Linked DNA regions of Mus musculus: region 2 is linked to region 1. A link is a contact called in public Hi-C data. All regions are on one chromosome and are shown on one strand. Each heading gives the region's core, a stretch centred on a gene start, on an enhancer-like site or on the middle of the called end of the contact. The rest is flanking DNA. Distances are from core to core; before and after follow the strand shown.

The links. Hi-C and Micro-C count contacts between places; a contact is called where the count stands out from the background.
Region 2: a Hi-C map of liver shows a contact between it and region 1, with 2.9 times the contacts expected there. The contact joins two enhancer-like sites. A contact is called at or near these places in 1 of 484 Hi-C or Micro-C datasets (liver) and 2 of 9 other capture datasets (liver and pancreatic islet).

The regions. Positions count from the first base shown.
Region 1 is chr8:22,510,897-22,515,192 of GRCm38.p6, reverse strand. The region is part of intron 1 of Slc20a2 (solute carrier family 20, member 2); the gene reads right to left. Among named protein-coding and RNA genes, the nearest start is that of Smim19, 36 kb to the right of the region's middle. Within about 2 kb of position 1,797, at least 9 of the 459 cell types and tissues checked have an H3K27ac peak or open chromatin away from gene starts, as enhancers often do. A contact at or near this core is called in liver, where this site is marked.
Region 2 is chr8:22,694,464-22,698,759 of GRCm38.p6, reverse strand. Ikbkb (inhibitor of kappaB kinase beta) reads left to right here. Exons shown (of 22, transcript NM_001159774.1): 3 at 3,503-3,597. Among named protein-coding and RNA genes, the nearest start is that of Ikbkb, 10 kb to the left of the region's middle. Within about 2 kb of position 2,324, at least 12 of the 459 cell types and tissues checked have an H3K27ac peak or open chromatin away from gene starts, as enhancers often do. A contact at or near this core is called in liver, where this site is marked.

The DNA of each region.
Region 1 (4,296 bases), core at 548-3,047:
ATCATCACGTTGGCAATAGTGTCTAGGCAGCTTTAGCCCTGTCGCTTGGCTGTTTCCTGAGGTCCACAGCACATGGTTCCACCACTTCTTACTGTAATCGTTACCCTGAACGATGGTGCTCTGCCAAATTTAAATGGATAACCTAATAACAGAACTACTGTTTTGTCTGGTTTAAAATACGTTGGGTCCCACCTTCTTTCTCTTGTACTGAATGTGACATCTCGGACTATGTGAGGTGGGACTGGAGTTGTAGCCATGAGTCAGACTCTTGCTAACCACCTCTAGTGGGGCACAGGTAACAGGGTTACACTTGATCAGTCCCGCCGCACACCCATCTGTGTCGCTACGGTAGGCTTCTTCTCAGGGGTCAGCGAAGCGCATGCCTTAAAAAGTAGGTCAAGAATTTGAAGGAGCGCGAGGAGAGGAATTTGGGAGGATTTGGAAGGAGAAAAGACAAGGGGAAATACTGTAATTAAATTTTAACCTCAAATATAAAAAAATTTAAAAGTAGGTCAAATTTTTGATGATGAAAATAATATGTACTTATAGAAAAGAGAACAACGAAGACTGTTTCTAGCTCGCTACTTATCACTAAAGTTTGTGCTCAGCCTGCTTTGTCCGCTGGCTGAGACCCTACTTACATAAGCTTCCAATAGTTGTCTAGACAGACTCCAATCTGTATAACCATAGAGGTTAGCTGCAGGGAGTAGGGCTGCGGGAGGCTCGCCCAAGGAAGGGGGAACGGAACATACAGTTAAGGTGGGGGTGGGCGGGAACTGAAGCAGGGGAGTCAATCAGGGAAGGCGGGCACTAAGGGAGGGATATAAAAAGGGACAGGTAGCACAACAGGCTATCTGGGGGCCATGTGGAAACCTACCCCAGTAGAAGCTTCTTAAAAAAAAAAAAAAAATATATATATATATATATATATAACATAAATGAAATCTCAAAAATAGGGGAGACAAAACCACAACTAGACATCTCTCATCCCCTACCTCCAAGTAAAACCTCCAGTGACAGAAAGCTGTTGGCCAAAGAAACCCCTAAACAACTCGAGCAATTGCCAAAATTATTGGTCGTTCCCCATAAACTGATGGTAAGGCCCATCACTGAAGATAACAATTACATATCTCATTGAACACAAAGTAACACTGGTGCCTAACTAGAACCTTCACCCCACCCCCACCCCACCCCTCACCCCCACCCCTCACCCCTGCTGTCGCCTGGTGTCCATGGTGCTGCAAAGTACTCTGCATGCTGCCGGAGGAGAAGGGTAAACATTAAACCAACTACAAACTCTTCAGTCTACAACAGTGACCTGCCTGCACGATACACGGGTCCAATGGTGGCACAAACGCTGTAGGAGTGACCAACCACTGTCTGCTTGAAGTGATTTAAGACACACCTCATGAAACAGAACCCATGTCTGGCACTGCTCAAGTGGCTGAGAACCTGAGACTAGCTAAGTCATAGACCTAGAGGAAACCCAAACACTAGTGTTTTGCTAAAGATACATTGTAATAAAATGACTGCAAGTGACATTCTGCCACAGCCAGAGATCAGAGTCTCACTCAGCAGCCATCAGAGCAGCTTCCTCTGGAAGCAGGTGTAACTAACACCGTGACCCACAACTGGACAATATGCAGAGAGTGAGTGGCCTTGGAGCACTCAATCCTAAATGCAACATTGTCTTCAAACCTCTCCCACCTCAGGGATCTGTGTGGAAGAGGAGGCAGAAAGATTCTAAGAGCCAGAGTGGATGGGTGATACCAGGAAAAGAAGGTCCTCTGAATCAGCTGAACAAGGCACATATGACTCAACTCACAGCAGCAAGAACAGAGCCTTCACAGGCTCCCGTCCCTAACCAACTGCAAACCACTAGCACAGGAAAAATTACGTTTTCTCCAATGGAGTCTCACTGGGTATATAAGCCCATGCCCCAAAGTAAAAGGCCAATACACCAACACAAAAGAACCAACAGAAAAGAATGATGGTGTTTTTTTTATAGATTTCTTTCTGTAGTGCTTTGTTTTGACATTTTAAAAAATCTTACTAATTTTGCTTGTGTGTTATTTTCTGTTGTGTGAGTGTGTTTCTTCAGCTTGTTCCTTATTTTAAAACAATCTTTGTTTTCTATAAAGAGAGAAGGCATGGAGCTGGGTAGATGGGAGGTGGGGAGGATCTGGGAGGTGAAACCACGGATCTGAATCTACTGAATGAAAAAGTATCTTCAATTAGAAACGTTGACTAGAGAGAAGGACTGCTTACATGTGGTATATAGCATTCTGTTCCCAGACACATATGTAGACATGTTTTCTAGATAAAACGGGACCGACGGCCATGTGAACTCATAGAGACTGTGGCAGTATTACTGCATAGCGCCTGTGCAGGTTCAAGCCAGAAAGGGCAAAGGCATCACTAACTTAAGATGCATTTACACGACCTGCAAAATAAAGTCGGGGTCAGTGTGGGGTACTGTTAGGAGTCACCTGTATAGGAACAGGGTCATAAATAAACAATATTTTATAACCTAATTTAGTCACTACACATAGAATATCACCATTTCAAATGTTATACAGTTTTGCACTACTGTGAGTTACTATAGATCAACCTTTATATTTTTGGCAGAATTTTATTGAATTAAGAGGTAATTCTTACATTTTCTATTAATAAATGAAAAGCTTGCCCCGAGCCTCTATGTCCCGCTCTAAGTCCTTGCTTCTCCCCAGACTCTGTGTCCCGCTCTAAGTTCTTGCTTCTCCCCAGACTCTGTGTCCCGCTCTAAGTTCTTGCTTCTCCCCAGACTCTGTGTCCCGCTCTAAGGCCTTGCTTCTCCCCAGGCTCTATGTCCCACTCTAAGGCCTTGCTTCTCCCCAGACTCTGTGTCCTGCTCTAAGGCCTTGCTTCTCCCCAGACTCTGTGTCCCGCTCTAAGGCCTTTAGAAACAACTACATGGAAGGAGGCAGGGCTTGCTATTCCAAGCCACACTGTTACTTCTAATGGCACATCATGAACTGGCTTTGAACTGGTTTTTGAAACAACTTTATTTTTCCAAGAAAGAAATTCCAAAGAAGAATGCCTATTCAGTAGCCCCTCTTTGTACAGATGAAAATAGCCTTGTTTTGAGGGAGGCATGATTGGACCAGATCTGGAGACACACTTCATAATCATATGCTATACTCTGAGCCCCTCGTTCCAATAACAGCCTTTTGAGTTCTATCATTAAGAAGTTAATGATATATTTGGATTTTTTAAACATACTGGGTATGCAGTTGAGATTTTGTGTGTTTAAAGGAGACAGCTAAGACTCATGCAGGATTCTAGAAATCAGTTCTTTATGACTTCTGGATTGGTGAGCGACCACCATGCTCCCAGGGTTTCAAATATTCTGAAACTGACACAGATGTACCAAACGAAACCAAACTTTTGCAGCCTGGTGCCTGAGGCTTTCCCACATATAATAAGAGCCCAGACCAAAGCAACTATCAATATGCACACTTCCTGCTCTCCCTCTCTGTCCCTTCACAGGGAAAAGTAGAGTTTGAGCTAAAGTGTCTGTACCTGTCCTTTTCACTTTAAGGACATTTTAATGGTCTGAAAATATGTAATTAATTCTATCTATAAAAGCCAAAGATTCTACCTCTCCTCTTTCAAGTGCTAAAATCCTACGGCCATCGTTCCCTGGCTAAGGGAGTGGATGTTCTTTTGGCTACGGTGGTGTTGCTCATCTGATACTTTTAAAACAACACTGAAAAACCATGCCCTCACAAAGCTCTTTCTTCATTAAAGCCACAAAAGCTTTGTACTAAAGGCTAGACAGGGTGGTTATGTTTTCAACCAGAAACCATTCCCTCAAGCAAAAGCTACAAAGGAGGATGTAAGAAAGGGCAAAGACATCATTAGATTAAGATGCATTTACATGACCTATAAAAAAGTTAGGGGTCAGCATGGGGGACTTCTAGGACACAATAATTGGCTTGGGCAAGGTACCAATTGCTACTTGCTCAAGTCAGCAGAACGCATGAAATCCAAGAGGGCAGAGCCTAGCTGGCTCTGGACATGCTGACCGAATAATCCAACTCCACGTGCCTGCTATGTGCACTACTGGATCATTTGCTCCAGAAAGGCGTGTCAGCTGAAACAAGTCCCTATCCCGAGTCTTCAAAGGAGGCAGGGTGCGTTGTACTATGCTCATACCCTCTTCAGGTCTTTCTAGGTGGCCATCTACTTCTGACCGCAGCATGCGACCCACTGACTTGTCTCTTCCAGTGGAGGTGAAAGAGTTGGGGAATCAGT
Region 2 (4,296 bases), core at 1,075-3,574, 180 kb before region 1:
ATAACCTTTACTCAAGTGAATAAAACTCACCTTCCAACCATTTGAGAAATAATTTAATATAGATTTTTCTTAGGTGGCCGTGTTTCTCTTAAATATATTATTAATGTGTTCTTTGACAATTTTGTACATGTACATAATATTTTTGGATCATGTTCATCCCATTACCCTCTCTTATCCCTCTTCACTAAAACCCTTCTTGTTCTCACATCCCCCTACCTTCGTATCTTGCAGGTATGTGTGACCCATTGGGCTTAATTAAGGTTGCCTATATGAGCCTGGGCGGGGTGTTAGGCTGATTGACTTGTAAGGCAGAGATCAAGGCTCTGGTCATTTCAGACAGGCACTTTCTCTCACTTAAAGACATGTCTTCCACTGTGCCGTCACAAAGGTCTCTACATGATAGCATCTCACCGTGGCTGCCTGCAACCCCATCAGCTTCTCCGCAGCCCCACCTCTCAATGCTGTTACAAAAGTAATTACGTTTCAACACTCTAACCTCAGCATTCAACATCAGTGGGGTTTGCTGTTGACGAATCCACCCTAGAACTGGGCAAGAAAATATTTGAGTCCCAGCACTGACAGGAAGTGAAACTGAGGACGGTTCCAGTCGGCTTGAGAGGAGGGAGACTCGTTGGAAGCTCAAGATCTCGAAGCACGGTGTTTTCCAGGCTGTGGCTTCTGAGAATGTCCGTCCATTAGAGGAATGTTTTTCTAGTATGGTCGCTCACTCTTGAAGACCAGAGATGGACTTCTCCCTGGGTTCTGCTGTGTTCAGCAGCCATAGTGGATATAGTGTGGAAAGGAAATCAGCTCTTCAGAGAGAGCCTCAGAATCCAGGCCAAAACCAGGATTCTTTTTTTTTTTTTTTCATTTTTATTAGGTATTTAGCTCATTTACATTTCCAATGCTATACCAAAAGTCCCCCATACCCACCCACCCCCACTCCCCTACCCACCCACTCCCCAAAACCAGGATTCTAACAGACAAAGAAAAGGAGAGAATGATGGTGGGGCAGACCCCAGTTAATGATACCTCCTCCCGTGGGCGGCCATGAGGAGGCTGTTGAGGTCACAAGAGTGGACCCGTAGCCGCAGTGTGAGTGAACTGTGGCTTTAAGCGAGAGCGTCTGTGTAAAATTTCACACATGTGACTTGTTTTACACGGAATGTCCAGAGCATGTAAATCCACACAGACAGAAAGTAGATGTGTGTTGTCTAGGGGTTGTAAAGACGCCAGGGACGATGGGAAGTGGGTGGGGTTTGTGGGTGGAGACCCTGCTCCAGCATCAGCTGTGATTTTGGTTGTATACTTAGAATAGACCAGAAAACTAGGCATGGACGTAAGTGCATCTTAGACAGCTTAAGCAGTAGTTCTCGATTAAAAACACATCCTGAGAACATTTTAGAGGTTTTGTTATATTTGTGCTCCGGCATTAGAATGGTGATGACCACCCTCATTTCTGAAGTTGTCAGTCTTAATCATCCATTTCAGGGTGGATTTCTTAATCATTGATCACATTAGATAACTCCTCCTGGTGTTTGGAGCGTTCTCTTACCAGCGTTTCCCAAGCAGCAGCAGGAGTTTTGGGTGACCGTGAGGCAGTGATCCTGTCGGATGCTGATGACAGCCGCCTGCTTGTCTTGCCAGGGTCCTGTGCGTGTTGGTTTAACTCATTACTGTACGAATCACACACTTTAAAGTTTTAGGATTCTTTTTATAGAATGTACAAGTGCGGAAATGGTCTATGGGGCCTCTAGGACTTCTTTCATGGGGCCAACAGTATTATCTGTGCTGATTAAAGTTGATTTTAAAGGTCTTTAGAGGTTTTAGTCTTTTGCCTTTTACCTATAGAAGCAGAAATCTTGTTTTGTATGGAAAATAACCCACCATCAGTTTTGAATATGTGAAGTGTTTTTTGTTTTTGTTTTTAAGTTTGTAGCAAGCAGAAATGAAAAAATAAATAGCCAACAGCTAAATAGCCAACAGTAGACAGGTAAACAGCAGAGCAGCTTCAAGATAGGCGCCTACACCATCCAGAGAGAGCGATCAGGAGTAGTCCAACTGGCAGCGAATACTGAAGCTTCCTCAGATAGGTGCTTACGCCATCCATCAGAAATCCCCTGGGGAAGCCCTTGCTGAGTTCCCAGATGAGAGCTCTCCAGACAGAATAGAGCATGCTCTCCATGGATGAACTTCTGCCTTCCTGTTCTTGCTACAGGTATTTTTTATACCGTGCAAAACACCGCAGTAAGCTCTGTTGGGAGGCTTTATCCCTAGCTGTTCTCAGTGGCGTCACCGTGAACAGGGACGCTGATACTACTGTCCAAAGTCGAGGCTGCCCTGGTGGTTCCAGGACACCTGACACCAGGGCTTCTCTCTGCTGCCACTGCCCAACCCACAGCTCAGAACCCTCCTCTCCTACGTGTTCCCATGGTCTCCTTTTTGTACCAGCAAAGAGATGCCTGTTAACCTCAGGAGCCAGTCATAAGTCACAAAATACTGACTCTTTCAGTAAAAAACCCACACAGTGTGGTTAAGGGTGTAATTTGGTTGGTAGAGTGCTTATCCAGTGTTCACAAAGCCCTAGGTTTGATCCCCAGCGCCATATAAAGTGGGCGTGGTGGTCCATGCACACCTGTAATCTTAGCATATGGTAAGATGCGTCAGGAGGATCAGAAATCCAGTGTCATCCTTGTAGCCATAGTGAATATCAGTCTAGGCTTGGATCCATTAGACCATTCTACAGTAAATAAGGATGTAAATAAATAATGAAAGCAGGCTTTGGAAGAGTATATGCCATACTCTCAGGACTGTGCTCTTGTGAATTGTCAGGCACTTGCTATGGGCTTTCTATCTGTATGATATAGCTACATCTCTGTCCTCATTACAGCCCTGAGCTGTGGCAGGTCAGTATTCCTGTTGCATAAGTGAAGACACAGTCTGTATGTAGTTTGCTCCAAGGATACACAGCTGGTGAAAGAGAGTTGGAACCTGAGCTGTTCTGTGTCTCATTGACTACACTATGTTTGTCTTCTCTCCAAAGAGAAAGGAAAAAACAAAAAACCTCTTACATGAAACAAGGGAGACACTCACTGGGCCAGTAGTTGAATCAATCACACGGAAGCGCCACTTTTATATGTGAAACAGGCCAATCACCAGCAGCGCTGGATGGCTTAACCTGGCATTATTACCACGGCAACAGTTAGCGTGTGCAGAGAGAAGTAGAAGCCCCGGACAGGGGTGTGCTACAGGGGGGCAGGGGTGTGGAGGAGGCAGCGACAGAGCAAGATGTGAAGAATTTGTGCCCCCTCGATGGATAGATGCAGCGGGAAGATGGGCAAACTGTGATGTGGGGGTGGTGAGGAGGGCAGACAGACAGACAGACAGGCAGGCCAGCCAGGTGTCCAGGTGTTCTGCAGGATGCCTGTATGGCACTGGGGTTCTGCGGTGGTCATAGGTCTGGTTGTCCATCGCTCTGACGTCCAGCGTGCCCTCTCTGTAGGCGACAGGTGAACAGATCGCCATCAAGCAATGCCGACAGGAGCTCAGCCCAAAGAACAGAGACCGCTGGTGCCTCGAAATCCAGATCATGAGAAGGTGAGGGGCCTGGGCCCACAGCGGGGGCGGGGGAGGGGTCATTTCCACAGCCCTGTGACCCGGGAATGAATAGCATAGAAAAGAGCCCCGCAGTGTCTTCTGTCAGCACAGTGCCCACATTATTTAGATAGGTCGCTGTCCTGGAGGCTTCTAGAGGAGTAACATTTAAGCACTACATTGAGCTATGTGGTCAGTTTGTTGCGTTAAACGTAAGACAGCCATCTTACCTAGGCGTGGTGTTGTGCTTCTATAGGACAAGGAAGAAGGCTTGGGAGGTTGAAGACAGGAGGAATAGTTGAGCCCAGGAATTTGAGACCAGCATAGACAACCTAACACACTGTATCAGACATTGCTTAATTAATAAGTTAATTAAAGCAGTTAGCAAGTTTTGATTTGTCAGCAGAAATCTTTGTTTTCCCTATGTTTCTAATTGCACAGTGGCATGCGACTCGCTGTTTGCCCTCTGGGGAGAGTCACACAGTGCGGACACAGGATCTTTCAGGCCTGCCTGGGTGGATGCTGTCCCCCCCAGCTAGTGGGACCTGTAGTGGCGAGCACTCCGAGAATTAGCTCGAAGAAATCAAGCAGAAGCCCCCCACAGCTCACGTCCTTCATTTTTAAAATCACTCTATTTTGTGTGTGTGGGTGGCTTGGCTGCATCTGTGTCTGTGCATCACATGCATGCTTGGTGCCTGGGCT